2 separate regions of the Sus scrofa genome follow, and region 1 is linked to region 2. A link is a contact called in public Hi-C data. All regions are on one chromosome and are shown on one strand. Each heading gives the region's core, a stretch centred on a gene start, on an enhancer-like site or on the middle of the called end of the contact. The rest is flanking DNA. Distances are from core to core; before and after follow the strand shown.

Region 1 (6,943 bases), core at 1,524-4,023, 68 kb after region 2:
CACCCCAGGACCCCAAGGGCCACCAGCACATCTCACTGGGTCTTCCTTGTTTCCTTCTTTTTTTGTCTTTTTAGGGCCGCACCTGCGGCATATGGACCTTCCTGGGCCAGGGATCGAATCAGAGCTGCAGCTGCGATCTGCACCACAGCCACAGGATGCAGGATCCAAGCTGCATCGAGACCTACACCACAGCTCGCGGCAATGTTGGGTCCTTAGCCAGCGAGTGAGGCCAGGGATTGAACCCGCATCCTCATGGAGACAACACAAGGTCCTTAACCTGCTAAGCCGCAACGGGAACTCCTTTCCTCGACTGTTCATCGATGGGGAACTTGGGTTCTGAGGTGACAGGCAAAGCAGACGGGATGACGGCAGAGGTCCCTCCCTGCCGTGAGACGTGAGCGGGCCCAGCTCAGGGGTCGGCCGGAGGAGCCCGTGCGTGGTCCCAGATGGCCTGTGCTCGGCCTCCCTGACCTGTCCCAGCCCAGCAGCCAGTGCACCTCAAATGCAGACACAGAGGGAGGGGTGTGGAAGGGTGGGCATGGCCTTTTACAAAACTCAGAGGCGACAGGTCAGATGTCACACCCTGGTCACCAGACCCCCTTCCTCCCTCACCACCTCAGGCTCCCTCATCTCTGAGCTGCAGTGGTTCTGGTTAAAATGACAACACCAAACACAAAATCACCCCACCCCAACGATGTCCGCGGGCTCCTTGTTCAGCCACCCGCTCATGGACATCCCGCCGCCCCCACGCGCCCTGGAGTGCATGCTTCATCACGCTGCGGGGCCTCTGCTGGGTTGGGTCCCTCCCCTGCATACGTGGCGCACAGCTTGTGCCCTGTGATGACGGCTGCCAGGAGGAGACCCTGACACTCACCGGGGAGCTGGAGTGACAAGAAGAGGCCGGAAGAAAGGAGGACAGAGACAAGGGACGGGGAAGAGAGGCGGCTGCAGCCAAACGCGTTGTTGACCGCCAGCAGCTTCAGCTGAAGCATCGCTTTGGTAGCTGCTCTAAGTCGCCTTGAAGACAAGCTGGGCAGCTGAAGGAGGGCAGGAAGCTCAGTGCTCTCAGGGGATCACTGTCGGTTTGGTTGGGAAGGAGGACGAGAGGATGGCCAGGGGCACGTCAGCCCGGCTCTGAGTCAGCAGTGCAGGTGGAAGACTTTGCAAATGCACTGAGAGCATGTGGGCTTTACCCATAAAACAATCAAAAAGCCAACACACACACACACACACACGTTTTCTGTATGTTTGAAACCTGCCATCATGTTTTTAAAAGGAGAAAATACTCCATTTTTTAAAGTCAGAGTCATCCACTGAATAGAATCAAGTGGGTCTTCACATCAAAGGCTGTTCATTACCGAGGTCGGGCCGTCCCCTGAAAAGTGATCTTTTCCAAGATTATCTTTTTCTGGAGTTCCCTGGTGGCAGAGCAGTAAAGGATCTGGTGGTGTCCCTGCTGTGGCGCAGGTCGCTGCTGTGGCTTGGGTTTGCTCCCTGGCCAGGGAACGTCCACATGCCCCGGGCGTGACCAAGACGATGACGACAAAATTATCTCTTTCAATTTTTTTTACGGTGGGGACTATTTAAAAATGAATGATGATCATGTTAAAAAAACGGCCGAATCAGAAAGGTAGGAAAGTTTCTCTCAGTTCCCTCCTGGGGCCCTGGGGCTCGCTCAGGGCCAGCTAGTGCACAGCCTGCAAGGCCCCCCAGTGAAGAGGGCCTGGACCTTGCAGTGGCGCCTCACGCCCCAGGTCTGGGCACATTCAGGAGGCCCCCCTGCAGCCCAGGCTACAGTTCCTGGCTGGCTGGGTCCCACTTCTCGAAGTTAAGACAGTTATTCAAACTCCTGAAGCTACGAGACACATTTGAGGGCCCTGGTAAATAATTTACATTTAAAATTCAATAAGCTTCACACACGAGAACATGGTGAAACCTGAAGGCAGACGTGGCATCTGAAATTTGCCTCTGTGTCTGGTCTGAAAGGCAGTTCCTCGGCCTGCAAAAGAGCTGGGAGGTTCTTAACGGGTAACCGTACACCGACCATGCGACCCAGCCATTCCGCCCAAGAGACGAGGGATCGGTGTCCACGCCGAGGCACAAGCGCACGCTCACAGCTGCTTTCTGCTTGAGGCCCAAACCTGGAAACAACCCAAAGGTCCATCGACCGCAGGACGGACATGCAAGCTGTTGTAAATTCGTAAGTGGGACCCTCCTGTGAACAAAATGAACTACAGACACATCCTGACCCAAACGGTCACCAAAACCTTTACGCGGAGGGAAAGAACTAGAGGGAAGAAAGTAGAGACTACTCAGCGCCACTCAGAGAAGATTCTAGACCAGGCGCAACTCGCCTCCCATGGCGGAAAGCAGATTGGCGGTGAGTGGCAAAGAGAGAGGACACTTTTGAAAGGGACGGAAAGTGGATGACGGGGATGGTTCCCTGGCGGAAACACACATGCGCAACGTCGTGCAACCCCGTGCTTCAACGACGCGCAGGTGCTTGTCCCTGAATCTGCTTGCCGTCGGGACCTCTTCCCAAACGCACAGAGGAAAAAGAATACAGTCCAGAAAAAGGACCTCGGCTTCAAATCAGCCCGCCAGCGAGAGCGAGTGCAAGCGCATCCGCACCGGGCCAGCCGCCCTGTTTCTCCTCGCGCCAGGCCGCACCCGAAGGACAGCGCCTCCAGCCGGAGCCACGCGCCTAGGCTCTGCATCAGCCAAGAACCACCTTCAGTCTAACTGGTCTGAATAAAGTTTGCCAGCTTTCTGTGTCCGATCTTACCAGTCCCGGTATGTGCCTAATTCTGTCTCTCCTGCACACCCGGCGCTATCCTTGAACTCGGACTGTGCTCAGTTGCTGGAGAATTAAATTTGCCTTTATCATGTATTCAATTAAAATCATCCAAATTGTTTCTTAAAAACAAAGGCTTCCCGAGTAAATGGAACTCAAAGAAATACCCTGGCGAGTGCCGGGCTTGCAGACAGCACCTGTCCCATCCCCACATCCCTGAGGAGCCTTCCGGGCAAAGCCAAAGTGACATCCTGGGGACAGGGCGCCTGCACACCCCGAGTCCTCAGACCGCGCTCCTTCTTAGCTGAGAGGTGCCACTTGCTCCCTGCGGGGCCCTGGGAGGCCGCGCCCACGACCTGCCCCCAGAGAACCTGCAGTACAGCCGGAGCCCCTCAACTGTCCTGTCCACTTTTCTGCAAACTGTCCAGTCCAGACGGCCTCACGGGTGTCTGCACTTCTTTATTCTCCTTTTTGATCGTGAGAAACAGAAAAATCCCCATTGGACACACCTCGAGGTGTCTATTTACGGGAGCTAGGCTTGCTGTGATATTTACAGCTCCTCCCGCAGGAGCAGCTGGCGGCCGCGGCGTCTGGAAGGGGCGTGATATTTAAGAACTGCTTCAGCAGAACCATTTTCTGAGAAGGCCTTTCACAAAAATAACCTGACTTATCCTCGCCCCGCCCTGCAAGCAGGACTAATTGCTCCTTTTCTGGGTGTCCCTACAGACCACCCTTTTACAGCATTTGTCATCATTATGCATTTACAGATCTGTTCTTTCTTCTACACTGGGCTTTGTCAGGTCAGGGACAAACCGTCCACATACAAGAGGCCAGCACACGGGTGAATTTTAATTATTATTCTTAAAAAAAATCGTAGCTGATTATGGAGTTCCCGCTGTGGCACAGTGGGTTAAGGATCAGGTGTTAAGGATCTGGGTGGGTTAAGGATCTGGCTCAAATTGATCCCTGGCCCAGGAACTTCATATGCCGCAGGTGCGGCCAAAAAAGAAAAAAAAAATCACAGCTGATTAAATGAATAAATTTGTAAATGATCCTATGTTAGTAAAAAATAGATCATTTTTAAACATCCATAATATGGAAGGAAATATAACACAACGTGAATGCGGAGTAGATCAAACATACGATTTTAATTCAGAGGGTGGATGGGGAGCCTTGTCTGGCATGCCAGGGAACAAAGAATGCCACCTGCCACTCCAGTTCCACAGGGATCAGGCCATTTGCCACCACGGCTGGAGCCCCAATGGCACACCCTGAGGGGATTCAGGACACAGAGCAGAACCAGATAACTGGCCCTGGATAGTTAAGATGAGAATCTAAAGAATAATTTCAATGAGCCCAGACTCTTGCATCGCACCATACCTAAAAAAGCACTAAGATCCTTAACTTGAGATGTCTAAGTTTTTTGTGATTAGCAGTAATCGTTTGAGGTCTACCTGTTTTTGTTTTTTTTTTTTCCCTAGCAAAAACTCCTGTATATCCTGGTTCCTCCCTTACCTCTTTGGAGCAGTTCCTGGAAGCTGAGAGGCTATAGGCTGGGTTACACTTCTCAGCAAGATCCCCCCAATAAATTTAGCTCACAATGTTTAGGTTGTACATTTTTCTTCAGTTAACAAGAGTTTGTCCTAAGATGCAGGAAGATGTTTGCTTAAAAAGAGGCTTGGTGGAAAAATAAAAAACGAATCCTGTCTTTACCTGGTTACTGCTTTTGTACTAAAGGACCATTTCACGCAGGTTGAACATCTCCTGTCTTCGTTGATCAACCATTTCTTCTTCAGACAAGTTATTCCACAGGAAAGTAACAAAATAAATGACCCACAAGTGTTTTACAGAGCCTTTCGTTTCTTGGTGGCTGCTTGGGAAGAGGCTATATAAGCTTTATAACCATTTTGAAGTTGCCCATCACTCCCAGCTCAGTGCTGAGTACAGCCTGAGGGCTTTGCCAGCAACCTGGGGAGGGGGAACTGGCTTTTTCCAAAGCAACTTGGTTAAACCATGTGTACACAGGAAGCCCTCTGAAGAAGAAATTTTGCAACAAAATTGTGCCCTGTGTCTGTGGTTCTTCGAGACTAAACAGAACTTGAGCTCCTTGAAAGCTTGAAACAAGATCTTTGTTCACACAATTCACTTAAGGACCAGTTGGTCCATGGAATGGATGAAGGGATGGATAATCTTTATTCAGGACTGGACCCTGAATCACTTGGCAGGTGCCTTCAAAAAGGATTGCTTCAGCCAGGAGCCTGGCTGCTTGGGAGGGACAGGACTGGCAGTTCAGAAAGTACCGTGTTCCAGAAAAACGTTTGCAAATCCCTAGCTCTGATACTGCTGGGAACAGGAAAGACATAAATCAAAGGGGACTGCAGACATTCAGATTCGGCTTATCTTCTCCCGTCTGCCTTCCTTCCTAAGATCACAACCCTGCCCACCCCCCCACACACACACCTGCCGCTCATAGGCCCAGGTTAGCAGCATGCCTGGAACCTCTCAGATCCAGCTGGAGGGGTCCAGGGAGGACCAGCACGGGGGCCGGGGCCCTACTGATGGTGGGGCAATGGGGTGGGGAGAGTAGGGGCTGGCAGTCCTGCTCCAAAAATGAAGGAACACACCAACCGCTGAAAGTGCACAGGGAGGGGCGCTGCACTGCTTCCCGACACCCGCTTGGGGTCTGGAACCCTGAGCAGGTGGGTTGACCTCTCTGGGGTTTAGTACCCTCATCCCCGAACAGTAGCAGTACCCACTGGGAGGAGAGATGCCGCCTGCTTTACCAGCAAGCAAAGGATGCTGCCGCCATGGAAGCCATCCCAGCACAGACCCACCCCACTTGGTCCCCCCAAGGGGACTCAGGATGGAGAGAGCAGGACCCTGGCCCCAGATGGCGGGACGCACATCCAAGGAAGGATTTCAGGGAGCCCAGAAGTTGCATCTTCCCAAACATAGAAACGTGCTAAATTCCTTCACCTGAGGTGTCCAGTTTGCTGTAAAGTGCAGTCATCTTTCTATGTTCCTGCTGCCTGGTCTGTGTTGCAAAAGCTCCCCTCTATCCTGGCCCCTCCTCACCTCTTCCGAGCCGTCCCTCAGAGCCATCCTCCAGGCTCGAGTCCTCAGAAAGTCCGCCAAATAAAGCACAATTCTTAAATAAATGCACAAGAAGCATTTGGAACAGGGCCCGGCATTCTATAAGCCCCGTATAAACAGTGATGGCAATGATTCTTTTCCGTAAATGACAGTGTCCCCAGGATCGGAAGTGGCGGTTTAATCGTAAAACGGGTTGACCACCTCAACTCCCTTTTGAAAAACAGTTTTAGGAGTTATAAGTCCTATACAGCAAACTGCATGCAGTCACCGTGTAAAATTTGAAAGCTCTGACACATGTGTCCCCATAAATCCATCACCACAATGAAAACAAAGTTTCCCTTGTACTCTCTCCCAAGTCACCCCTTCCCGCCTCATCCCCTCGCAACCACTACTGACGTTGTCACTACAGGTAAGTCTGCATTTTCTAGAAGCTTGTGAGTGGAGCCATCAGCATGCGCTCATTTGGGGTCTGGCTCCTTGCACGCTGTGTAACAACCTCGAGACTCACTTCTTTTGTCGGCTGCATGGCGGCTCCTCCGTTTTCATCAGGGAGTCCTATTTCATGGCAGTTTATTCACTCACCTGTTAATACACATTTTGTTGTTGTGTCTAACTTGCAGCTGTTGCAAACAAAGCTGCTACAATCATTTTTTAAAAACACATAATGTGCTTGGTTTTCAGTTGGCATCAGGTACAGGTCTGCTGAGGGAGACAAACTGCCCCAGAAGCCACAGGCAGCTCCCCACCAGGTCCACAGAGCAAAGGCGCCTATACCCTGTCCAGCCAGGCCACTTCTCTGACGTCCCAGCAACGCCCAACTGCGACGAGAGCTTCCAGATTCCATCTCGGCGGCATAGACAGGTCCACGGACCACACTCTAAGTAGCACTGGCCTCAGGCCTGCTGCAAACACAGCTTGTGCACCTCTGCCTCCCCCAGTCTGATTTGCTGGCCTTGCTTCTTTCTTCCCTTTTTTAAAAAACATACCTTTTTTAAAGTCTAGTTGATGGACAATGTCATGCCAATTTCAGCTATACAGCAGAGCGACCCAGTCATG
Region 2 (7,607 bases), core at 1,821-4,320:
TATAGTTAATTGACAACGTTGTGTTAGTTTCAGGTGTACAGCCCTGCGGCTCCGTTATACACAGACACACATGCGTATGTCTCTATGTAAAACTTTTTCATCCTTTTGCTGTTACGGGTGGAGTTTCCTGTGCCATACGTAGGACCGTGTTGGTTCTCTTCTTCATAGACCGTAGTGCCTACGTGTTCATCCCAAACCAATTTACCCCTCCCCCTCTGCTATCCCCGTTGGTAATCAAGTTTGTTTTCTCTGTCCGTGAGGCTGTTACTGTTTTGTAAATAAGCTCATTTGTATCATTTTTAAGATCCTACATATAAGTGAAGCCCTATGATATCTGTCTTTCTCTCTCTGACTGCACTTCGTATGAAATCCTCTAGGTCCCTCCGTGTTGTTGCAAAGGGCGTGATCTCATTCTTTTGACGGCCGAGTGACCTTTCATTGTGTAAACATCCTGCATCGTTTCCATTTGTCTGGTGATAGACAGTTAGGTTGCTTCCAAGTCTTGGCAAATGTAAGCAGGGCTGCTAGGAACATAAGGGTGCATTTATCTTTTGGAATTCAGCTTTTTCTCTGGCTATGTGCCCAGAAGTGGGACTGCTGCATCATATGACAGCTCTGCTTTTACTTTTGTAAGGGAACCTCCATTCCCGCCAACAGTGTAGGAGGGTTTCCTTTTCTCCACGTCCTCTCCAGAATTTCTTATTTGCAGACTTTTTGATGCTGGCCATTCTGACGGGGGTGAGGTGATGCTTCAGTGTCGTTTTGGTTTGCATTTCTCTAATAATTAGCAATATGGAGGATCTTTGCATGTGCCTATTGGCCAGCTGTCTGTCTTCTTTGGAAAATGTCTCTTTAGGTCTTCTGCCCATTTTTTGATTGAGTTGCTTGTTTTTTGGATATTGAGCTGCATGAGCTGTTTGTATATTCTGGAGATTACGCCCCTGCATTATTTTTTTTTTCTAGAAACAAAGTCTATTCTTAAACACTTTAACAAACATGGACAGAAATTTCTGTAAAATACAAACACTCAGTGTGAGTTCAAGGACCCCCTTGGAGTGCACTTGCGCGCGTGTGTGTGTGATCCCAAAGGTTTATATAAATCCCAATATATATGTGTGAACATACATACTTATGTAAATATGTGCATGCATATGTGTATGCATTATGTAATTTATAAGAAATAAAAGCAAAATCTGGACTGATCATTGACATGCTTGTTTATGACATAAAAGGTCAGATTTCACCACCATCCACACTGTCCCCAAATCCTGCAGCAGGCGGGACAGAGCTGGGGGCAGGTCAGGACAGGGCGGCGCAGGCAGCAGGAAGGAAAGGACGCCTTTCCCGCATGTACCACGTCCCCGCTGCCCTCAAGTTCTATGTTCATAAAGGCCCTGTTTTCCACAGCAACCCGCTTCCTTTCTCACCCATCAGGGCCACACAGCAAATCTTCACACGAGGGACATTCCTGGCTTAGCCAACCAGAGGTTCAGGGAATCAAACCACAACCTCATTTCAGCCTGGCAAGACATCCCCCCCCAGGAGGTGCCACCCCCACATGCCCTGGGGTCACTCCGTGCATGGCCGCAGCCCAGAGCCATGCAGAGGGCAGCCTGGCAGGACAGCGCGGGGCTCACGGTACCTCGGCAGCTCAGGGAGGGCTCCGATTGCGTTTTGGTCAGAAGAACTGGAAAAGGCAGACGACAGAGAGTGACGACGGGCTTCTCGACCCGCGGTGGCACAAAGCCTCCAGCCCTGCGTCAACTTGTGCCAGGGGTCGCGGGGGGCGGGGGTGGGGCGGTTCCCTGGGGGGCCCAGCACGCGAAGGCCCGCGTCCCGGCCCCATCCCCTCGAGGCCTGCACGGGCCGGGCTGCTAGGCGCCGTCCCGGCGGCAGGTGGCAGCAAAGCCCGCTGCGTCTCACGCTGCCGCCGCCGGGCCTCTGCCTTCCGCGCCTCCGGCCTGGGCGTCCCCGTCTCCCCACCGCCTGTGCGCCGGGGACAGGGCGTGAGCGGGAGCGACAACGTGGAGGGCTCCTCAGGGACGGGGACAGAAATGTTCTCCACTCAAGTGTCTGAGTGTCAGGAGGAGGGGACAGAGGCGTTTGGCGGCGATGTCACAGCCCGCACGGCGCACGATGGGCCGGATGAAGGCATGCTGGTCCCGGCAGAGCGGGTCCCCATCACACCAGGGTTGCCCCTCCTTTGTGGGGGAGGCTGCCAGGTCGGGGGGGGGGCGTGCCCAAGGCAGCGAGGAGGGGGCTGGGGGGGTGGGGAGGATGAGAAGAGGGAGCTCCGGCCTCGTTGAGTTTCCCTTAACGGAGAGATGCTGTTAGCGCTGCTACAGGGCTTTCCCGGCTAACAGGTTGCACAACGACGTTTCAAGATACAGCGAGTGATTAGCACGTAACAAACATACTTGCAGAGTCTCTTCCCCTCACAGGCCTAGATGGGGGCAGTTTTTCCTTTCCTGTCTTTCCCTCTTTTTTCCCTATCTTGCCAAAGGAAAGCTCTGTTTCCAGAGTCCCAGAAACCAAATCTAAACAGGGCCACCACAACCAGTCGACACACACGACACCCGGGCCCCTGAAGCAGGTGCTGAGAATAATCCTGTCCATGTTTTAAAAAGATACTGGGTCAAACGTGAGGTGCACTACTCTCAAATGTGGGAACACTTTTTTTTTTTTTGAGGGAATAAATGGTCTATGTTCTTATATGTGACTGAGCTGAAGCCTTTTCTAGAATGTCAGTGAGACCTGGGTCCAGAACCTCTGGCAGGTTCTGAAATCACCGATTGCATACACACACACAAAATGGTAATAAGAATATGCAGAGGTTTTTTTAAATGGGAATTTTTTTAAGCTGAAGAAACATATGAAAACTTGAACACTAATATTTTTAAAAGCCCAACCTGGTCAATATTTGTGGAATAAATAAAAAGGCAACAGATATCGAGTGACCTCATTAAAATGGACAATTTGGTGAGGTCCATCTTAATAATCCTAAAGTAAGCAACACTGACATTTATTTTTGGTCGGACAGTTGTTGAAATAGCCTGGGTCACCCGGGGACAGCCGCTTATACAGCGTGGTCTTGGTGCCAGCATGGGCCTCAAGCTGCCTCTCAAGCCAGGGGGTCTAACTGGGCGACCTCAGGCGGGTGCCAAACTCACGGGAGGAGAAAGCACATTTGGGGAGGAGCCACTTGTGCCGCTGGCTTCAACGGCTAACAACGTGCGAGACTTGGGAGGGTTTAATAGCGACCGCAAAGGAAATCCAAGCCAATACGGTTCACAGGCGGTGTCTGTTCTTTCAGAGCGAGAGCCCCAGTGTTCGCACTTCTCCCCCGTTTAAGCGTCTCGTGGACGCTCACAGGAGAGGGGGGGTCGGAGGCGTGCGGACCACCGGGGGAAAGAGGAGTCACTGCCGTGCCCCCTGCCCTTCGGGGTTCTGCGCCCCCGCCCGCGCTGCTTTGCACCGAATCCGAGATGCGGGGACACAGGCACGTGCCCGGCTGCTGGGCGGCGCATGCGCGCACAGCCGTCCGCGGCCCGGGGGACGTAGGGGGGGCCTCACCTCGCTGGTTGTCCCAGGCGTAGAGCTCCTTTATCCCCAGCTGGCTCAGGGACTTGGAGAGCTCCAGCTCCTCGCCGGCCACGTTGTCCCTGAGGAGCACCACGTGCTCCGGGCTGACGTCGCACTTGGCGCAGATGAGCGGCAGGAGGTTCTGCAGAGGCACCTCGGGGCTCACGCGCACCACTGCCTTCTGCGTGCGCAGGTAGTTGACGACCAGGCGCACGGTCTTCTGCAAAACACAGCGGGCACGACCCCGTGAGCACATCTGCCCACAGCGGTGTTTATGCCAGGGTGGAGCGGGGCCAGACTCTGTGTGGGTCCAGGCTTGCTTCCCAAATTCAGTGGGTCGTGGGCGAAGAGGGCATACTAAGTTGGGAAAAATAAATGCCTGGGACCCTGTGTGTACTTTAGGGATTTTGTTTTGTTTGTTTGGCCATGCTGCCGGAATGTGGAAGTTCCTGGGTCGGCCACGGAGCTCACGCCACAGCAGCGACCAGAGCCACAGCAGGGACAACACCAGATCCTTTACTGCTCTGCCACCAGGGAACTCCAGAAAAAGATCACTTTTCAGGGGACGGCCCGACCTCGGTAATGAACAGCCTTTGATGTGAAGACCCACTTAATTCTATTCAGTGGATGACTCTGACTTTAAAAAATGGAGTATTTTCTCCTTTTAAAAACTATGACGGCAGGTTTCAAACATACAGAAAACGTGTGTGTGTGTGTGTGTGTGTGTGTGGCTTTTTGATTGTTTTATGGGTAAAGCCCACATGCTCTCCGTGCATTTGCAAAGTCTTCCACCTGCACTGCTGACTCAGAGCCGGGCTGACTTGCTCCTGGCCATCCTCTCGTCCTCCTTCCCAACCAAACCGACAGTGATCCCCTGAGAGCACTGAACTTCCTGCCCTCCTTCAGCTGCCCAGGTTGTCTTCAAGGCGACTTAGAGCAGCTACCAAAGCGATGCTTCAGCTGAAGCTGCTGGCTAGGTCAACAACGCGTTTGGCTGCAGCTGTGTTCCTTCTGGCTCATCCTGCCTGGTTCCTTCACAGCTATGTCCTTCTTAACCCACTGAGCCAGTGGGGGGCTCCGCTCGAATCTCCTCTGCTAATGAACAACCGGCTAACGATGTGGGGAAAGGAAAGACAGATCTCAAGGAATAGACTGTCTTTCAAGGATTCCGGACAGACTAACCACAAGGCGCTTAAAACATTTTCTAAAGAAAAATAGTGTGAAACTATCGTGAACAATCCAATTTAAAGGAAAAAAACCCCATAAAACATCAAAATTTTGTTTAAGAAGCCAAAATAGTCACCTGAATATATTCACATCTATAGAAATACATAGAGTGTGTATATGCTACACATAGATTCATAGAAATACACCACACATATGTATTTTAAGCTAGAAAACTATATTAGACCTATAAATCATAGGCATAAAATAATCAGAAAGTAAATCAATTAGACTAAAGCTGATTGTAAATGTCTACAGGTACAAAAAGTGTAACAGAAGTTCCCATTTGGCTCAGCAGGTTAAGGACCTGATGTTGTCTCCATGAGGATGCAGGTTCGATCCCTGGCCTCACTCAGCGGGTTAAGGATCCAGCGTTGCTACAACCTGTGGTATAGGTCGCAGATGCAGCTGGGATCTAGTGTTGCCGTGGCTGTGCTGTAGGCTGGCAACTGCGGCTCTGATTTGACCCTTAGGCCGGGAACTTCCAATGCCACAGGTGTGGCCCTAAAAACAAAGACAAAAGTGTGGTATGCTGAAGTTTCACGCAGCCAGCTTCTGTTTGGTCTTAACTGATCACCCATATGGTTTTAAGATCCTGGGAGTGGACACAGCGTGCACTGAATAAAAAACTGGCCGAGATGGATCCCACTCCCTTCCAGCCTGAGGGCCAGGGTTTGATGCACTTCAGGAGGAAAGAGGAAACCGTGGAGCTTCTTCATGCTTCTCAAGCTGAGGTCATGTATAACCCTGGGCTCACCTGCCCCTGGGGCTCAGGAAGACAAGAAAAGCCACAGAATATTAAAAAAAGGTTTCATTTCCTTGAACATGGATTTACTTGAAAAACCAGGGAGAACTCAAGAGTACAGTTGGCCCCAAGTACAAGTGATTAACTGCCCAAGCCCGGAGAACATGAACTGTTGGCCAAATTACCATTTTTAAAAGCAGAGAAATTTAGCAGATATTCCAGTTATCTGAAAGAATAAAATAGCCTTTGATTTTTTTTTCTTTCTAGGGCTGCACCTGTGGCATATGGAATTTCCCAGGCTAGGGGCTGAATTGGAGCTGCAGCTAAAGCAACACTAGATCCGAGCCACATCTGCCACACAGCTTGCGGCAATTCTGGATTCTTAACCCACTGAGCTAGGCTAGGGATAGAACCCGCATCCTCATGGATGCTAGGGGGGCTCTGAACCCGCTGAGCCACAGTGGGAACACAAGCACTGCTTTCAATTGGAGATAAAGATCCAGAGCAAAGCTTTCCTAAAGAGTACAATACACATCTGAAATTAACTTATTTAATAATCAAAAGCCTGAAATCTACACATAAAATGCTCTCCAACTGCAATGACTATTTCTGACAGTTTTTCAAAAAAGCCCCTTTGTTCCCTCTCTCCAGGAGGATGTCCGAGTCTTCTACACACCCTCGCCGCTGCCAGGGCAGGAAGGCCTCCAGGACCCGACCAGAACCTTCGGAACCCATCCAAGAGGGTAGACACTGGCTACGTGTGTTATTTCAATTCGAATTAAGAGAATGAAAGGCCCAGTTTTTCGAGCACACTCGCTGCATTGCCCTGCTCAGTAGCTACAAGGGATCGGTGGCTCTTGCCCTGCCCCGGGCAGAATTCTGGACCACTCTCATCTTTGCAGAGAGTTCCGACGGATGGCTGGAGACCAGGAACTCTTCTTTGGTACCTGAAGGGACCATACAGCACAACGAACTTTATGCAATGCTGCAGACCTATGTCTCCTGAAATAAACTCACTTCAGTACCTAACTTTGCCCAGTACGGAAGTGGGACTCTCAACCAGAGCTGTTTGCATGGGTTACTCAGATAAGGGGTTCCTCCGGCGCCTCACGCCACCAGCATCTTTGGCCACAGATAACTGCATACGTCCTCATGTGACAAAGGGGTCCCCGTGCTACTGACCTCAGGCATCTTTGGGGGGCCAGCCTTAACTTTCGCTTCAGGAACTTTTTCTTTCAGAAACACGGTGTGGACATTCAAGGTTCCAACTAAAGTGTTTGGCTTAAAATTCAAAGGCTGTTGGGTTTCTGAAGAGCGGACCTCCAGGGCGTGGTTGGACGGATTCAGGTGGTTCTGAAGGCAGAGTTCGACCAGGAGGTCCATCATGGCATGGCTGCAAGAGAGAAACAAGCCACGGTCATGGGCAATGTCCGCACTCGCCCTTCTGCCAGCTGAGCGTGGGCAGCACGATCGGACCAGCGGGCGAAGGTGCACACTGGCTATGCTCTCGGAGAAGGAGAAGAGCCTCTAGTGGCTTCCTCACACGTGACCGTGCAGCAGTATCTTCACAAGTTCACTCCTAACAAACACCACCACCGAATGGACCATCGGAGCCAGGAGAGCTGGGCAACAGTTACAGTCCAGTGAAACCCATGAGTCCTGCTAGATCAGCACAGACGATGTTAACTTATGGGTACGAGGCACGGAATTTTCAGTCATTCGTAAATATAGTGTATTTTATTTGTTTATCTATTTTTGGCTGTGCCTGTGGCATGAAGATGTTCCCAGGCCAGGGACTGAACCTGCACCCTGGCAGAGACCTGAGCCACAGCAGTGACAATGCTGGATCCTTAACCCACTGAGCCATCAGGGAACCCCAACATAGCGTATTTAAAAAACCCACATTTTATTTATTTATTTGGACACACTTGGGGCCTATGGAAGTTCCTGGGCCAGGGACTGAATCCAAGGTGCAGCTGCGGCAACACTGGATCCTTTAACCCACTGTGCCAGGCCAAGGATTGAACCTGCACCTCTGCAGAGACCTGACCTGCTG

What was found. Hi-C and Micro-C count contacts between places; a contact is called where the count stands out from the background.
Region 1: a contact with region 2 is called in a Hi-C map of skeletal muscle, with 6 times the contacts expected there. The contact joins two enhancer-like sites. A contact is called at or near these places in 10 of 47 Hi-C or Micro-C datasets (fetal skeletal muscle, mesenteric adipose tissue, omental adipose tissue and 3 more) and 1 of 2 datasets of contacts at active chromatin or transcription factors (skeletal muscle).

Annotation. Positions count from the first base shown.
Region 1 is chr9:137,033,903-137,040,845 of Sscrofa11.1, forward strand. The region is part of intron 1 of COBL (protein cordon-bleu); the gene reads right to left. Among named protein-coding and RNA genes, the nearest start is that of COBL, 18 kb to the right of the region's middle. Within about 2 kb of position 2,774, at least 4 of the 83 cell types and tissues checked have an H3K27ac peak or open chromatin away from gene starts, as enhancers often do. A contact at or near this core is called in skeletal muscle, where this site is marked.
Region 2 is chr9:136,965,106-136,972,712 of Sscrofa11.1, forward strand. It overlaps COBL (protein cordon-bleu), which reads right to left. Exons shown (of 16, transcript XM_021063931.1): 3 at 6,734-6,944; 4 at 3,574-3,802. Among named protein-coding and RNA genes, the nearest start is that of COBL, 86 kb to the right of the region's middle. Within about 2 kb of position 3,071, at least 12 of the 83 cell types and tissues checked have an H3K27ac peak or open chromatin away from gene starts, as enhancers often do. A contact at or near this core is called in skeletal muscle, where this site is marked.